2 separate regions of the Mus musculus genome follow, and region 1 is linked to region 2. The links are chromatin contacts, called in public promoter capture Hi-C maps. All regions are on one chromosome and are shown on one strand. The core of a region is the stretch at or near the end of the contact, and the rest is flanking DNA. Distances in the headings are between cores, read along the strand shown. Region 1 holds the start of Shank3 (SH3 and multiple ankyrin repeat domains 3). Region 2 holds the start of Hdac10 (histone deacetylase 10).

What was found. Promoter capture Hi-C pulls out the DNA fragments that hold promoters and counts their contacts.
Region 1: a promoter capture Hi-C map of embryonic stem cells shows a contact between it and region 2. The contact joins the promoter of Shank3 here to the promoter of Hdac10 in region 2. A contact is called at or near these places in 5 of 39 promoter capture datasets (the HPC-7 cell line, cranial neural crest, embryonic stem cells and 2 more), 1 of 484 Hi-C or Micro-C datasets (embryonic stem cells) and 2 of 9 other capture datasets (adipose tissue and liver).

What each region holds. Positions count from the first base shown.
Region 1 is chr15:89,498,297-89,501,751 of GRCm38.p6, reverse strand. Shank3 (SH3 and multiple ankyrin repeat domains 3) reads right to left here and starts at 2,144. Exons shown (of 22, transcript NM_021423.4): 1 at 1,833-2,144; 2 at 1,334-1,537; 3 at 277-348. The coding sequence starts at 2,120.
Region 2 is chr15:89,127,006-89,130,462 of GRCm38.p6, reverse strand. Hdac10 (histone deacetylase 10) reads left to right here and starts at 1,763. Exons shown (of 20, transcript NM_199198.2): 1 at 1,763-2,073; 2 at 2,144-2,278; 3 at 2,445-2,541; 4 at 2,772-2,869; 5 at 2,973-3,077; 6 at 3,245-3,313. The coding sequence starts at 2,015. It overlaps Gm46530 (a long non-coding RNA gene), which reads right to left and starts at 1,924. Exons shown (of 2, transcript XR_001781738.2): 1 at 1,270-1,924.

The DNA.
Region 1 (3,455 bases), core at 895-3,394, 370 kb before region 2:
CAGAGCCAACACATTGGATGCTTATTGGCTTCCCTGCCCTGCCCCCCCCCCAGCCCCCAAGCTTCTAACAAGGCTCTCACCCCTACACCAGCCAATATCTGATTAAGCTGCAACCTATCACTGGACCAGCCATGGGCATGGAGCCTGTGCCCACCCAGCATGCCCAGCTCCAGCTCAGGCCCTGAAATCAACTTGGGGGGAAAAGCAGGCTGGGTCAAGCCAGCATGGGGACAGTCAGTGGCCATGGGGAGTCCCCTCCAGGGACTGCCTCCTTACCTTTGTGTGTAGCTTTGCAAACTGCTTGTCATCTATGAGGTTCTGGGCATAAACTCTCCGCTTGTATCGGAACTGCTCAGATAAAGAAAAGGTGGGGAGAAGACTACCACACAGGCCCATGTGAGCAAGAGGTGGCTACCACCTCGGGCTGCTTGCCTCCCTCCTGCCCACAGTGTCACTCCCGCACAGCCATGCAAGTCCCAGACACACACGTACAGAGTGGACAGAAATGAAGTGACAGCTACTGACCACCTACTACCCAGAAACGATGGGCAGTCCAGAGAAGTACTTGGCCAACTAATGGCCTGGTGGGCCCACAGCTCAAGTCAGCTTCATTTCCACCACTGGGACCTGGAAAACTCTACTGCTCTCCCAAGATCTGAAACTAAGCTTCTCCTAGACACTTCCACTCCAAGTAGAAATAACCCAATTCCTGGTGGAAATTCCATGAGGGTCAGACCAACTTTGACCTTGGTGTATACACACACACACACACACACACACACACAGGACGAGCCCTTCCTATTGAGACTAGGTCTCCGTCCCTATGGAATGGCACTCAAATCACCTTTATATGTCACAAATGGTGTTAATATTATTTTGGGCTAACCTCAGAAGACATGGGAGTGAGTGGCAAGAGGAGGCAAATGTGCACACAAGTGACACTGTTCGCACCACATGACCCCTAACGCACTCACTCTTAAACCGCTCGCACCACACACACGCCCCGAGTGCAGTGCATGTGTGGCATGCATGTGCTCATTGTGTGCTGTCCAGATTGCTCGCTGCAAGCGCTCTACACACGGCGCTCACACTGTTTCTCCATGCTTAAGCTGCAACACACCACTTACCACACAGGCAGCTTGCACTTCACCCTGCCCACTGCACTCGAGGTGTACCCACCTCGGTCTCTCAGCACACTGCTCAGGCTGCACACAGCCCCCCACCGCGCCTGTCGCCAACTCCTCCCGGCCTGCCCTTCTACTGCTCCAGCCACGGAGCTCAAAGATCACACCCTGAGCGCTCCATTCCACCCCCACCCCAGTCGGCCCAGCACCTCCAGATAGGGCAGGGGCGTGTCCAGGTTAGGCGGGTAGTCCTGTAAGAGCCGCTCTTCATCCAGGAACTTGCCGGCGCGACCCCGGGAGGGAGGCTGGAATAGCCCGTAGTTGAGCGCGTCTTGAAGGCTATGATTGAGGGCGCAGAGCACACGCTGCTTGGCGGCCCACACGGGCGCGGTTGGGTCCAGACGCAGGCACTTCTGCAGCGGAGCGAGTCGTGAGCCCGGACCTGCGGGCGCAGGGCCCCGCGCCCCGGGCCCCGCTTTGGAGGGCTAGTTGGGGAGCGAGAGCAGGGACCCCGCGCCACCGCGCAGAGGCCGAGGCCCCGCCCCGGGGCTGGGCTTCCAGGGCCCCGCCCCGGCGATGGGGAGGGTCCCGCGGAGGCGGCGGGGGAGGGGCGAGTGGCCACGGCCGGGGGTCCTGGCGCAGGGCGCGCCCGGCGGGGGTCACCGCTAGCGGGCCACACAGGGGTACGGCGAGATCGCAAAGGCTCACCGTTTGTTGCAGGTCCGGGATGCCGACGCGCACGACCACGGCGCTGGCCCCGGGGCCGTCCATCCCGGTGCTAGCGCCCGGGCCCGGACTGTTCCCGGCGGAGAGAGGAGCGCACGGGGACTCCGCGCGGCGCCCTGGCCCCCCCTGACCCCCCGCAAGAGCCCCGCCGACCGCGCTACGCGGGAGGGGGCCGGGGGGGGCCGGGGCCGGGGCCAGCGCGGGGGACAGCGGCTCCGGGGGCTCCGCAGGCGCAGCGGCGGCGGCGACGGCGGCACGGTTTAGCTGCATCGGCCCCGGCTTCGAGCGGCGCCTGCCTTCCCCGGGGGCGGGGGCGGCGGGGGGAGGGGGCCCGAGCCCGGAGCGGAGCGGAGGCGGGGAGGGGGCCGCGCCGGAGGCGGGGATGGGAAGCCCGGGGCCGGGAAACTGGGGTCCCCCGCGGGGTCGGGGCGGCGTGGGCGTGTGGTGCAGAGGGCGGGGGCCGGGGGCCCGCGCCGAAGAGGGGGGGGGTTGGCTGTCGAGGGGGAGTGGCTGACACAGCGGGGGGATGGCACGCCGCGCTTCCGCTGCAGGCGAGCGTCGCAGACCACCGTACTGGGGTGACGGAGGGTTCTAGAGCTGGGTGGGGAACGCGTCGGGGCAAGAGGACCCACAGGCCGACTGAGAGGGAGAGACAAGCAGGAAAATTGGTGACCCGGGGTGGAAATCTCCCCAGTCTGCCGACCCCACTCCAGACCCCAAGGAGGTGGTGGGGTCACCCGAGCACGGTGCTGGGTGGGAGTCGGAGGGCTGCAAACCCCAGGCGCGAGCAGGGCGGAGCTGCAGTCCACGGGAGCTCCCCCCAGACCAACCCTTCTAACCGCGCCCAGGGTGTTCCTCTCGGCCCCCACCACAACCGAGTTTGGGGAGTCTGTCCGGACTCTGCGGGCCTCCCGCACCTTGGGTAGCCCAACCTTGCAGCTGGTCGCCCCCTCCCCGTCACCTTAGCGACAGCAGGCTGGGGGCGCGACCTACGAGGAAAGGCTTAGGGGAGGGGGCGCCACTAGTCTCCACCTGCGGCGGGGAACTGAATTTTAGTTTCACACGTTGTCGTGGCAACGCGGGAGGGGGTGACGAGTGGGCGGGGAGGGGAGCGCTGCGAGTGAACCAACTCAGGCGCCGCCCGCGTGGCGTGCCAGCCTTAGCCCGGCGCTGCCTCGGAAGTGCCCAACGCACGGGGGCCTAGCTCCCAAGGCCCAGAAAGGTGTAGCCCCTGAATGGATGAATTGCCCTACTCGGTAGTGTCTACTGCCTTCCACTGCACTCTCCCGCATACCTAGACTTACACCTCACCCCCTAAAGGCCCCAGAGAGCCACTCATCGGTGGCGGCACAAACTGGACAGCTTTTGTGGAGCAGCCTGGCCGGGAACTCTGCCAGTGGCAGAAAGCATCCCCTTAGCCACAGCCTCTCCTACCTTCTCCGTGAGCAACCCTGGATCGCCCACAAAACTGGCTATTCCTGCGCATCCCAGGAATAACCCTGGACTACCCTGGTCCTATACACGATAGAGCCTCCCCAGATCCCACCCCCTGACCACCTGGGTCACCTCAGAAATGCCCTCACCCCACACAGAACAGTGATTGGC
Region 2 (3,457 bases), core at 514-3,013:
TTCCCAGGCCACAGTGCTGGTGCCACTTAGTCCTTGCCAATGCTTCAAGCCACATTAGGGCTTGGCCCCTCCCTTCTTGAATGACTGTACTCTTAAGGCTCAGAGTCTGAGCAGGAGGTCTGGAGACTGATGCAAGGGAGGATGGTGGGGAAGATGATGTTAAGACCCAGATAGAGGGATGCCTCCTTCTTTCTGAGTTTGCAGCATTTGTCTTCCAATGGTCCAGACTTCTAGTGAGGAAGGTCTTAGCTCTCTACCAGCATTTCCCTGGCAGCCTCCCTGAACCCATACTGTCATCTGCAAGCCATTAGACACGAGACCACACTTGGGCTGGTTAGATGGTCCATGTTCTTCCTCATGTCCCAAGGACAGGTGCGACAGGGCAGGACATAAGGGTGAGGTCTTTCATTCCCTTCATTTGACAAGTTCTGGGCAAATACACTTTGCCCAGTCTAATCTTGTCAGAGGAGATGCCATGACCATGGCTCCACTGCCTGAATCCCCTTGTGATAACCATGGTCCAAGGCTTCAAATACTTCACCCAGTTACAGAGGTGTGGCTCAGTTCATGCCCTACCCCACAATATACATAAACCAGGGTAGTTAATTGGCTTTTAGAAGATGGAGAAGCTTTGGGCTCCTCCAAAATCCTTGCCTGAACTCCCAACTCCTGAGTATGGCAGAGGGCACCTACTTCTAACCACTCCAGGGCTCTTTGGTTTCCCCTGTACATGATAGTTGTATGTGTTCCTATCACAGACGTCAGCGGCAGCCTTGCCCCCTTCCCCTCATCATCCTGGGGGTGTGTCTTGTCCCTTCCCCCCATCTTGAGGCATCTGTAATGCCAACACTCATTTCGGAACTGGAGACAAGGCTGGACTATGGAAATGTGTGTGTGTATATATATATATATGTATATACATATATATGTATATATACATGTATGTATATATGTGTATGTATATATGTGTGTATATATCTGTGTGTGTTTATTTGTGTGTGTGTATATATATATACATATATACATACAAACATACATATATATATATATATATATATATATATATATATATATATATATATGTATAGTCTTAGCTGGTATTTGAGCTCATGTCTCCTTTGTTCCTCCTTTCCTAAGGCCCCCTTCCCTGCTTCCTCACCCTTCCTTGCTCAGAACCCTCTACCCTTCCTAGCCTCACACTGTGCTGCAGTTTTCCTGGCTGGCCTGGCGTCTTATATAACTCTTCTATTCCAGTGGCCTCTTTCTTACCTGTGGCCTTTCTGTCAGTCCCTTCTGGAAGTTCAGTGCTTTGATCCAGCCCAGGCCAGCCCCCGCAGGCACTCACATACACACCCTGCTCACTTCTCTCCTCTCCATCTTTCACCTGCGGGAGCAGGCAAATTGGTTGTGATTGACAGTTGGCATTTCTGACTCTGTGGCCTAAACTACCAGGTTAGGCTAGGAGGATGCTGGGGGCAAGAAGGAAGCATAGCTGCGGCTGTAGCTATGGATGGCCTGAGGACAGGCAGCCCTGTCTTCCTATCCATTTCAAGAAGGACACTGGAGGCGGTACTGGTCGTAGGCTCCGCGCCACACGTAGTTGTCGGTGGCACTGAAGTTGCAGCCTAAGAGAAAGAGACAATGAGAGAAAGAGAGGCAGAGAGAGAAAGACACACAGAGCGCGCGCAATCCCAGGGGAGCTCAGCCTTTTGGTCTACTCCACCCTAATCTCGCCTAGGGGCGGGCCGGAGTCTGTAAAAGAGGAAGCCGGAAGTTAGGCGTTTGGCGTCACGCTTAGTTCAGTTTCCAGCGGTTCTCTTCTGACAATCGGGCGGGCTTGAGCCCGGACCTGGGCCTGGGGTGGTTTCCTCTTGCCCAGGTCCAGCGTGCACAACCCAGTTCGTCCCGAGTGAGGATTGTTTACGTGCATAGTTAGGTGAGACCGGGCAGTGCAATTACCTGCCGGCAGAGGGCGTGTTGCGTTAGAGCGGATCAAAGTGACCACGGTGTAGCTATGGGCACAGCACTTGTGTACCACGAGGACATGACAGCCACTCGACTGCTCTGGGATGAGTAAGTGTGTCTTGACAGAAGTAGGGGGCCGGGAGGGAACCCTGAACACTGAGATCCTTGTCTGCTCCAGCCCCGAGTGCGAAATTGAGTGCCCAGAGCGCCTGACAGCTGCCCTGGATGGCCTGCGGCAGCGTGGCCTGGAAGAAAGGTGCCTGTGTTTGTCAGCTTGTGAGGCATCAGAGGAAGAGTTGGGCTTGGTGCACAGGTCAGACTATGACAGATCTGGGGACCCGAACCTTTTATAGCTCCGCTAGCATTCCCTTGGGTTCACCGTGGTGTGGGCTAAAAGGGATTACTGGGTGGGCACTCCCACCAGGAATCTCTGCTCCTTTCCTTCCTGTCCTGCTGGTGGCCCGCCTGCTGATCTGCAGCCCGGAATATATAGCCCTGGTGCAGAAGACCCAGACCCTGGATAAAGAGGAGCTCCACGCACTGTCTAAGCAGTACAATGCTGTCTACTTTCACCCGGTGCGAGCCAGCATACACGCCCATTCACCCAGATTTATGTCCATATGCCTGCCTAGGTGCATTCACACCCAAGTCTGCTCACCTGCCAGTGTCTCCTTGTTTATGCTTTATGACCGTACCCTACCATGTTTTGCTTGCCAATGCCCCAGCCCTGTCTGCTCAGCAGTGGGAAACCTGCAACCTGGGACAAGCAGGTCAGGTCCCAGGCTCAATTGCACTCTGGCTCACAGGACACCTTTCACTGTGCCCGGCTGGCAGCGGGGGCTGCACTGCAGCTGGTCGATGCTGTGCTAACAGGAGCTGTGCACAATGGGCTTGCCCTGGTGAGGTGAGAACCACCTTCCTCCCCTAGCTGTCTGTGTGTGACCCTGTGAGGGGACAGAATGACTCTGACATGCCCGGTGTTTCCTTTTTTTTTTTTTACACCCTAGGCCTCCAGGGCACCACAGTCAGAGGGCAGCTGCCAATGGATTCTGTGTGTTCAACAATGTGGCTCTAGCAGCCAAACATGCCAAGCAGAAATATGGGCTGCAGAGGTGTGTCCAAGCTTGACCTGCAAGTGTGGGGGACCCAAACTAAATAGGAAGAGGTGGAGTTGGTGGTTAAGAGGTCCCACCCAGCTCCCTCCACTCCTGGCTGAGCTCCTAGCCTAAAGGTGGAAAGGCAGCCACTTCCAGTAATCCCCAGTACTGTCCGAATTTAGGATTCTCATTGTCGACTGGGATGTCCACCATGGCCAGGGCATCCAGTATATCTTCAACGATGACCCCAGGTGAGCTGGGGTGTGGACACAGCCCTTCTCTGCCGCTCACCATTTTGGGGATAAAATTCCAGTGGTGAGACTAGGGGTCTTAAGAGTTAGGGTTCTTTGAGAAGCTGTGGAGTTGCTAAGGGACCTCACTTCTGACCTGGCCAA